Linked DNA regions of Mus musculus: region 1 is linked to region 2. A link is a contact called in public promoter capture Hi-C data. All regions are on one chromosome and are shown on one strand. Each heading gives the region's core, a stretch centred on a gene start, on an enhancer-like site or on the middle of the called end of the contact. The rest is flanking DNA. Distances are from core to core; before and after follow the strand shown.

Region 1 (4,116 bases), core at 286-2,785, 2.6 Mb before region 2:
GTAAATTTGAGGTTTCATGCAGAAAAGCACAAACTTATCCAGCAACGCTGACATTCAGGCAGGAGAGGAAAATAAAACAGAAAGCCTAGGGTTGTTTTATGCCTGTGTTGAGTGGTATAGTCACCACACCTGTATATTCTGAAACGACAGGAGTCCCTCAATAGTGATGTAGGTCTTGCAGTGGCCTTGGAATGACTGTCTCCTGCAATTATACAGGTAGAATGCAAAGGGTGTGTACATAGGAGACAGGAGGAAAGGTCAGCAGCTGTCTTAGAAGAAAAATGTACTGCCTTCCTCCTAACCCTTTTATGTTAGGCAGCAATAGCAGAAAGTGACTCAAGATATTTGATGGCCTCCAAATATCCCACTGTCACTTGCTTCTCCTAGCAAGCTTCTCACAGCCATCCTGACACTTCATTGAAACTGTTTTCTGGATTAAGGTCCATGGGGCTGCTTCAAAGAAAAAGCTGCACAGAGAGATGCCTTGTGACTTCGTTGCCCCAAGCTTTCCCTACTGCCTTTCACCTGTAGACTATGGACAGAATAACCTGACAGCAAAACCCTAGATGTGGCACTCCTAACCACGACCAAGACGATAAGCTGGACCTAGAGATCTCCCTTTGGGGAGTTCTGCACAGAGAAAAGACAGCGCTATCCATGTGTAGAATACGAGACAGCCACAGCCCAGGGGAAAGTGTGTGAGAGGACCAGGTCGGCCATGGAATAAAAAACTAGCAAACTTTCAGTCCACTATGGAAAGTCCCGCAGATGGTGAGATGAGCTGGAGAAGAGGTCCCCGAGCTGGTTGTCAGGGGTAGGAAGAAAGAAGTTCAGACAGTGCAGACAGTAGCCTCTAGCTCTACAGGGAAGTTCTGAGCCTGTCACTAAGCCAGGTGAGAGCCACACGCTAGACGGCCAAGGACTGGCAAGGATCACAGGTGATAAGATCGCATGTGAAGGGGGCGGGGTTCGCTGGGAAGGAGGGAAGGCAAAACCTGCAGGGAGGGCTCTGGAGCAATGTGCGATGCAGAGTGAAAAGTCTGAAGAGAGGGGAAGGTGGGCGTCAAGGGGCCTAGGCTACACCCCACTGGCTTCTAGCGCACCGGAGCGGTTGGTATGGACGCAATCCGAGGGGCACAGTGCATGTCCGCAGGCCCCCAGAGGGGGCGGAAGGAGGTGGCTGGGCAGAGAAGCCTGGAGTGCCACCCTTGTCTCCGGACGTCCCGGCTCTGGCCGCGAGGAGGTGACATGGTTACAACGCCCAGGCCGCGGGGACCCCGCCGCCACCCCTTCCCTGGCAGGCGCTGTCCCCCGGCGCCGGGGGGGCGGGGTCTGCTGCCCCTCCCAATGCTCCTGCCCTTCCCTCCCCGCCCGCTGCGGTGCCCGCTCGCCGGCCAGGTCCCCGACACTCACGTCTCCCGCGGCTCCGGCGGCTCCTCCCCTGCCCGGTGCTCCCCCACCCACTCCCGGCCGAAAGAGCCGAGCGGGATCCGAGTCGCGCGGGGCCCAGCGGGTCGGAACACGTGGGTCCTCTGCGCCCGGAACCGGAAGCGACCACTCGCCCCACCTCCAAGGGGTGCTGGAGCCTGTCTAGGCTGTAGGAGGTTTGGTCCACTCGTTGTGTTCCTGTTGGTCGAAGCCTGGGGCTTCTCCAGTGAGACCCATGCCGGGAAGCATTCCCTGGACTGCTGCCCTCTATGGCCAGTCCCCTTTGCGGCAAACCCATCACCTTCCTAGGCGTGGTATTCATTGTCCACTTCCTACAGGGTTTTGTTTTCATCTTTCATGTTGGTTTTGGTATCTACATCTCCACAAGAGAATCCCCTCCTTCCCACGCAGTTTTCTTTTCCTTCAAGCATGGAAGAATAAAAAAAGAAAGGTTTAGATTTGAATGCTGGCTCCTTCATGCACAGCTGTTGCCGGGCCGCCAGAACATCTGCCTGTCAACTCTGTCCGTCTTGAAAAAACACAAACTGTTGGTCTTAGAACTAAAAACTGGAAGGTAGACTGAAGCTCAGTAAGGAAATGGTGGTGTTGTCTATTAACCTTTGTGTGCTATTTTGGTGCCTCTTTGCCACTGTCTTCCCTGATCTAAGTTGTTCATTTTTGTCTTTGTCCCTAACACTTCTATAGTCCATCTTGCCCTGAATGTCACATGGTGACATGTGCAAGTCTTCTCCTTTCAGCCATTTCTTGAAAACCGTTTCCGTTCATGGGACAAACTGCTCGAGACTGCTTAGCATACTTTGAACTGGACATGTTAATTGCTTTTGCTAGAGAGGCAGCTGTGTTCTGCAGAGGGTGTTACAACACCCTTGATCAAAGCTTTGTTGAAGCCCCAACTGGAAGACTGTTCTTCGGTCAAAGGAGTGGATGGAGTCTACCTCTAGCCTGGCTGAAGACCGAGCAATCGTGAGATTTAATCCAGTTGTGCCCAGCCAATCACCTGACCACCCCACCAGAATGCAAGTTCACTTAATACCGTGGTAAAAGACATGGGAGTTGGTGACGGTATCCCTTTAATGAGATAGATAATGTACTTTTTCAGAAACCTGATTCTGTTCAGTTCAGGCAGTCAGTGCCAGAATGGGCAGGTCTGTCTGCCCTTCTGAGTCCTGACTAAGGTATACTTTTCCCCTCCTCCTCCTCTTCCTCTTCCTGTTCCTCTTCCCCCTCCTCCTCCCCTTCGTTTTTTTTTTTTTTTTTTTTTTTTTTTTTTTTTTTTTAAATCTTTATCTGAGGACACTGGACAGAGCCAAAGTATGCTTTTTCTGTTACTTGGAGCCTTTCTATTATTTTCTGAAGTATCCCTCCCTCTGCTGCACTATGTGACTGCTTACAATGACAGGTTTGTTTTCTTCCTCTTGTCCATTTTCTTTTTCTAGGCAGGGGCTGAAACTGAAATTTAGTTTGCCTGCTCTGTTTTTTTTTTGTTTTTTGTTTTTTGTTTTTTGTTTTGTCTAATAAAATTGTCTTTGAGGTTTCTTCTTAGTGCATTTTAAAATTCTATCGTTAATGGGGCTAAGTACCCCGAGAAGGGTACTAAGTAATGAAGGTTTAGTATGAGAATTTGCTCCTCCAATTATGGAGGCTGAGATGATGGTGCAGGATCTGTGTGGACTGCAGAATGGAGAGCTGAGAAACTGGTGGCGACATCCAGCCCCAGAACAGGTAGGTGAAGGTGGGGTGTCGCTGCAAACCCGGCATCAGCAGGTTCCAGGATCAGGTTCTTGGTATATCAGGATGAAACAATGCCTTGCCTTAAAAGAGGGTATTTTGCTCTCTCCTGCCTTTCTCTTCTATTCAGCTCTCAACAGATTGACTGAGACCCACTGATTCAAGTGCTAATAACTTCCACACTCAAACACATGGCAAGGGTGTGTAAGGGACACAGATTTTTGTCCAGTTATCTGGGCATCCCTTGGCCTGGTGAAATAGACACAGACTTTTCCTGGATCAAGTTTGGTCCTTTGTTCTCTTCCTTTCATCACTGTTACTTTATTCTCTGTAGATTGTTAAAGATGACTCCATTTTCTTTTTTTTTCTTTCCATTTTTTATTAGGTATTTAGCTCATTTACATTTCCAATGCTATACCAAAAGTCCCCCATACCCACCCACCCCCACTCCCCTACCCGCCCACTCCCCCTTTTTGGCCCTGGCGTTCCCCTGTTCTGGGGCATATAAAGTTTGTGTGTCCAATGGGCCTCTCTTTCCAGTGATGGCCGACTAGGCCATCTTTTGATACATATGCAGCTAGAGTCAAGAGCTCCGGGGTACTGGTTAGTTCATAATGTTGATCCACCTATAGGGTTGCAGATCCCTTTAGCTCCTTGGGTACTTTCTCTAGCTCCTCCATTGGGAGCCCTGTGATCCATCCATTAGCTGACTGTGAGCATCCACTTCTGTGTTTGCTAGGCCCCGGCATAGTCTCTCAAGAGACAGCTACCTCTGGGTCCTTTCGATAAAATCTTGCTAGTGTATGCAATGGTGTCAGCGTTTGGATGCTGATTATGGGGTGGATCCCTGGATAAGGCAGTCTCTACATGGTCCATCCTTTCATCTCAGCTCCAAACTTTGTCTCTGTAACTCCTTCCAAGGGTGTTTTGTTCCCACTT
Region 2 (3,963 bases), core at 1,037-3,536:
CAAATTTTTTACAAGATCACATTCCAGAGGAGAGACATGACTAATGAACAAAATAAGACAAAAGTGATAACTCACTTTACCATCAAGAAAATAATAGATATACTGAAAAATATATATTATATGTAATATGCATATTACATATATATTATAGAAAAGAGAGAGTTCTGGGGCTGAACAAAGACAACAACAAAGAGAGAGAGTAAGCTACGTGGCTATTGAAGCATGTTAGGAAGAATTTTAAGATGATACACTCTGACCTTTATATGACCCTTATATCCTTATATGATATTACATCCTTTGTGATGGGGACCTGAAGCTTGCTTCTCACTAACAGACTATGGTAATGGGATGTTACTCCTATGATTACATCCTGTAACACGGCAAAGAATGCCTTTGCAGATGTAATGTTGCTAACCAGTTGGCTTCAAGATCACCAAAAAGGAGGGAAGCTTGGTGAGCCTGACCAAGTCAGGGATGCCTTTCAGACAAGGTCTGGTGCCATGGAGTGGCCCTGCTGCCCTTCAGAAATCTGACTGCCATAAGTCCTATTGCAGCTTCAAGAAAATTAACTTTGCCAACAATGATGGGAGTTAAACAAGAACCCCAAGTCTCAGAGGAGACTCAAGCTCTGCCAGACACCATTTCTGTAACCACAAGCAGAGGCTGTAGCTAAGCCATCTGTGTCCCAGCTCACATCACACTCATGGGAATTGCGAGATAATAAATAAATATATGTTGGATGGTTTTAAGCTGCTAAATATAGTACTATGTAGCAATAGAAAATAAACACTTTGCAGGCAGGAAAAAAAGAATTAAAGAACTTAAAGTCAGAGTACGCCTAGTGTATGTAAGGAAAAAAAATTAGGCGGCCAGTATGAGTCAAATGGAATAGGTAGAGAGCATTGAGAAGTAAGGTCAGGAGGTGATGGGAGCAAAGCATACTTGGCCTTGTTAGCATCAGCTGCCACTCAAATGGGAGAGGGGGGACCCTGGAACCTTGACTGATACTCTGAGAATGTCCTAAAGAGTCAAGGTAGAAGCAAGGAGGGTTTGGAAGGCTCTGATAAGAGACACTAAGTCAATGGGAGTCTTGGCTAGTGAAGGAGCAGTGAGGGTAAGTGCTAGACTCTAGACAGTGAGCAGTAAGACTAACTACTTCATGCTGAAAGTTGATATGCCCCTTAGCCTGCAAAGAACAGAGGCTCCTGGAAGATTCTTGACCTAGTCAAAGTACTGAGAACAAATGGCTATTGAATGCCAAGCATAAATTCAATGACTGTATGAATCCCTCCAAAGGTCAGGGAGCATTGAGGAAGAAGCAGAGAAGAATGTAAAAGTCAAAGGAAGGGTATACCTTTAGAGGAATGGACCACTAACTTCTGATTCTAACACAGACAAAAAAAAAAAAAAGGCAAAAATTTTACAAGATCACATTCCAGAGGAGAGATATAGCCAATGAACAAAATAAACAAGAGAGAGCAAGCCATGTGGATACTGAAGCAGGTTAGGAAGAATTCTAAGATGATACACTCTATGTGTGTATCTAAGGATACATATACCCTTACATTATATGTGAGTTATACTGGAACTCACAACTCATTATGTCTGTGATTACCTGCATAAAAGCTGTAAAAGACTGGGCTTGTCAACAATATCATGAAAGTGGGAGGGGCTCATGGACTCCTACCCCCACCCCTGCTCCTCCACTGAGGATTTATATGTAGTTAACAGTTGATAAGGAGAGACATTTCCTCCAGTGATGTAGCTACTGGTAAGGTACCCAAGCTCCGATAAGCAAACCTGCACCCATGATACCGCATTGGGACATGGACAGACACACAAGTATACACTCACACACATACACACTCATACACACACATGACATGAAGAGGAGCTACCTGGAAAGAGAAGCAGGATTAGCAAGAGGGAGAGGGGACAAGAGAGAGTAATGGGGTGAATGTGACCAAATTGCTTATGTACATGAAGAAAATATCCTGATGAAACCTATCATTATATATAACTAGTATACCATAATAAAAGATCAAATGAAAAAAGAAGAAAAAAAAAACCTTACAACTACTGTGACACAGTATTTCCTGCTATTTCTTACTTTCTTAGTTTTTTGGTTCCTACGAGCACACTGTTCTTTGATTTAGACAGCACCTTCTTCCCAGTCCTAGTTCCAGCCAATGGAAGACATCCACCTACTTTCTGTCTCTCTTACAAACACGATCTAACAGTAAATCAGACCACAGTCTGGCCAGCATCCAAATTGTCGTTTGACACTCTTTCAAAACGTCTGACCCCATCAGGGAAGCTACACAGACTGTTCTATCCAGTCTTACTCATCCTGCTGCCCAGAAGAAAAAAAAAGCCTCATATCATCACATGGCCAGAAGAAACTTTAAAGATGTTTTCTGCTTCGTGAGTGACGAGTGTGACATTAGGAAAACAGAAAGCTGAAACAGTGACAAGCCACAGCCTTGACTATGGCACAGAATTAAAGGAACATTCCAGTTCTCTTGTTAAGATTCAGCATGCAAATCTGTCTTAACATAGGAAATGACAAACTGTGCTTCACACCAGAATCTCATAAAAACTAAAAGAATAAGGCTGAGGAGACAGCTCAGCCAATACAGGGCTTGCATGGAAAGTCTGATCACCAGAAATCACATCCCAGCACTGTGGAAACAGAGACCACATTCCAGGCTAATGAGTGACTTGATCTCAAAAAATGATGGATAGCACATGACCAACCATACCCAAAGTTGTCCTATGGTCTTCTACATATAAGTGCATGCACCTGCACCAACACACACACACACACACACAGAGAGAGAGAGAGAGAGAGAGAGAGAGAGAGAGAGAGATCTAATGAGTAATCCATCTTCTTTCAATGCAAGGACTGCAAGTGGAACCCGAGTCACCAGCAAGTGACATAATAGGAACGAACCAACAAAGTCACTAGAAACAGCCTAAAGTTCAACACAAAGACCCACTACAATCGACCCTCAAAGTCAAAAAGTCCTTTCCTCAAAATGGCAGTTGACTGAGAATTCCCTTAATTGTCCAGACGGCACTGCTGCACCCTGGCCACGTGGGGGCACCAGCATACTCCACACCCAAATGAAATGCTTGTGTTTTTTTCCTAATCTGAAGTACTGCGAAGAAGCTTGGTTCAACCTCCCATGGTGCTTCTTACAAATACGAAGACTAATGAAGATATGTAACTGCCAAACAAAAAAAACCCACAAAACTGGTCACATTCAAAAGATGTTACAAATACTAGTGAAGTTTTCAATCTGTTCCTCCAAGATCCCTTTTAAACCCGGCCTCCAGATCTTCCTTCCCTCATGCTTCCAGCCACCTGTCTATCAGTAACTCTTGAGTGCCCCACCAGCCATGGTCTCTTCCATGGGCTCCAGTCCTGAATTTCTAACTGTGATCTCACCGCTGCATTACTTCAAACACCATCTGTCATCTTTCCTAACAAGACAGCTCTCCCTGCAAATGTCCTGACTTCTTACAACAATAATAAATGCTAGCACCCAGCATGTTTTCACATAGATTAAGTCATGCAATACTTAAAATAAGAAAGATGTTTGTTCACAATTACACAGCTCAAAGAGTAGGAATCCCAGATGTGTAACTCCAGTCCCAGACCTTGTACCACACTATCTTGAGTTGTCATATTGGGTGTTTCCCTTTGAATCCACATACTTATATAAATACATATGGTAATATAAAAAGTAACTAGCATATTTTTGTTGGTGATAAAGTTAAGGCTAAAGGGTAAGAGGCTTCTGCAAACTGTCAAATTTAAAAGACCAGATGCCATGGTTATATGCATCCAAGTGCATATTTTTCATACGAACTACATAGTCACCTTCAAACAACAAGTACATGTAAAAAAAGAAAGTAAGTCATTAAGCCATGCTAGGTGGAAGAAAGTCAACAAAAACC

Evidence for each region. Promoter capture Hi-C pulls out the DNA fragments that hold promoters and counts their contacts.
Region 1: a promoter capture Hi-C map of hippocampal neurons shows a contact between it and region 2, with 4 times the contacts expected there. The contact joins the promoter of Zfp202 here to the enhancer-like site in region 2. A contact is called at or near these places in 7 of 39 promoter capture datasets (embryonic stem cells, frontonasal cranial neural crest, hematopoietic stem and progenitor cells and 4 more) and 1 of 115 datasets of contacts at active chromatin or transcription factors (astrocytes).

What each region holds. Positions count from the first base shown.
Region 1 is chr9:40,189,735-40,193,850 of GRCm38.p6, reverse strand. It overlaps Zfp202 (zinc finger protein 202), which reads right to left and starts at 1,535. Exons shown (of 7, transcript NM_030713.2): 1 at 1,414-1,535.
Region 2 is chr9:37,635,659-37,639,621 of GRCm38.p6, reverse strand. The region is part of intron 7 of Siae (sialic acid acetylesterase); the gene reads right to left. Among named protein-coding and RNA genes, the nearest start is that of Tbrg1, 20 kb to the left of the region's middle. Within about 2 kb of position 2,286, at least 12 of the 459 cell types and tissues checked have an H3K27ac peak or open chromatin away from gene starts, as enhancers often do. A contact at or near this core is called in hippocampal neurons, where this site is marked.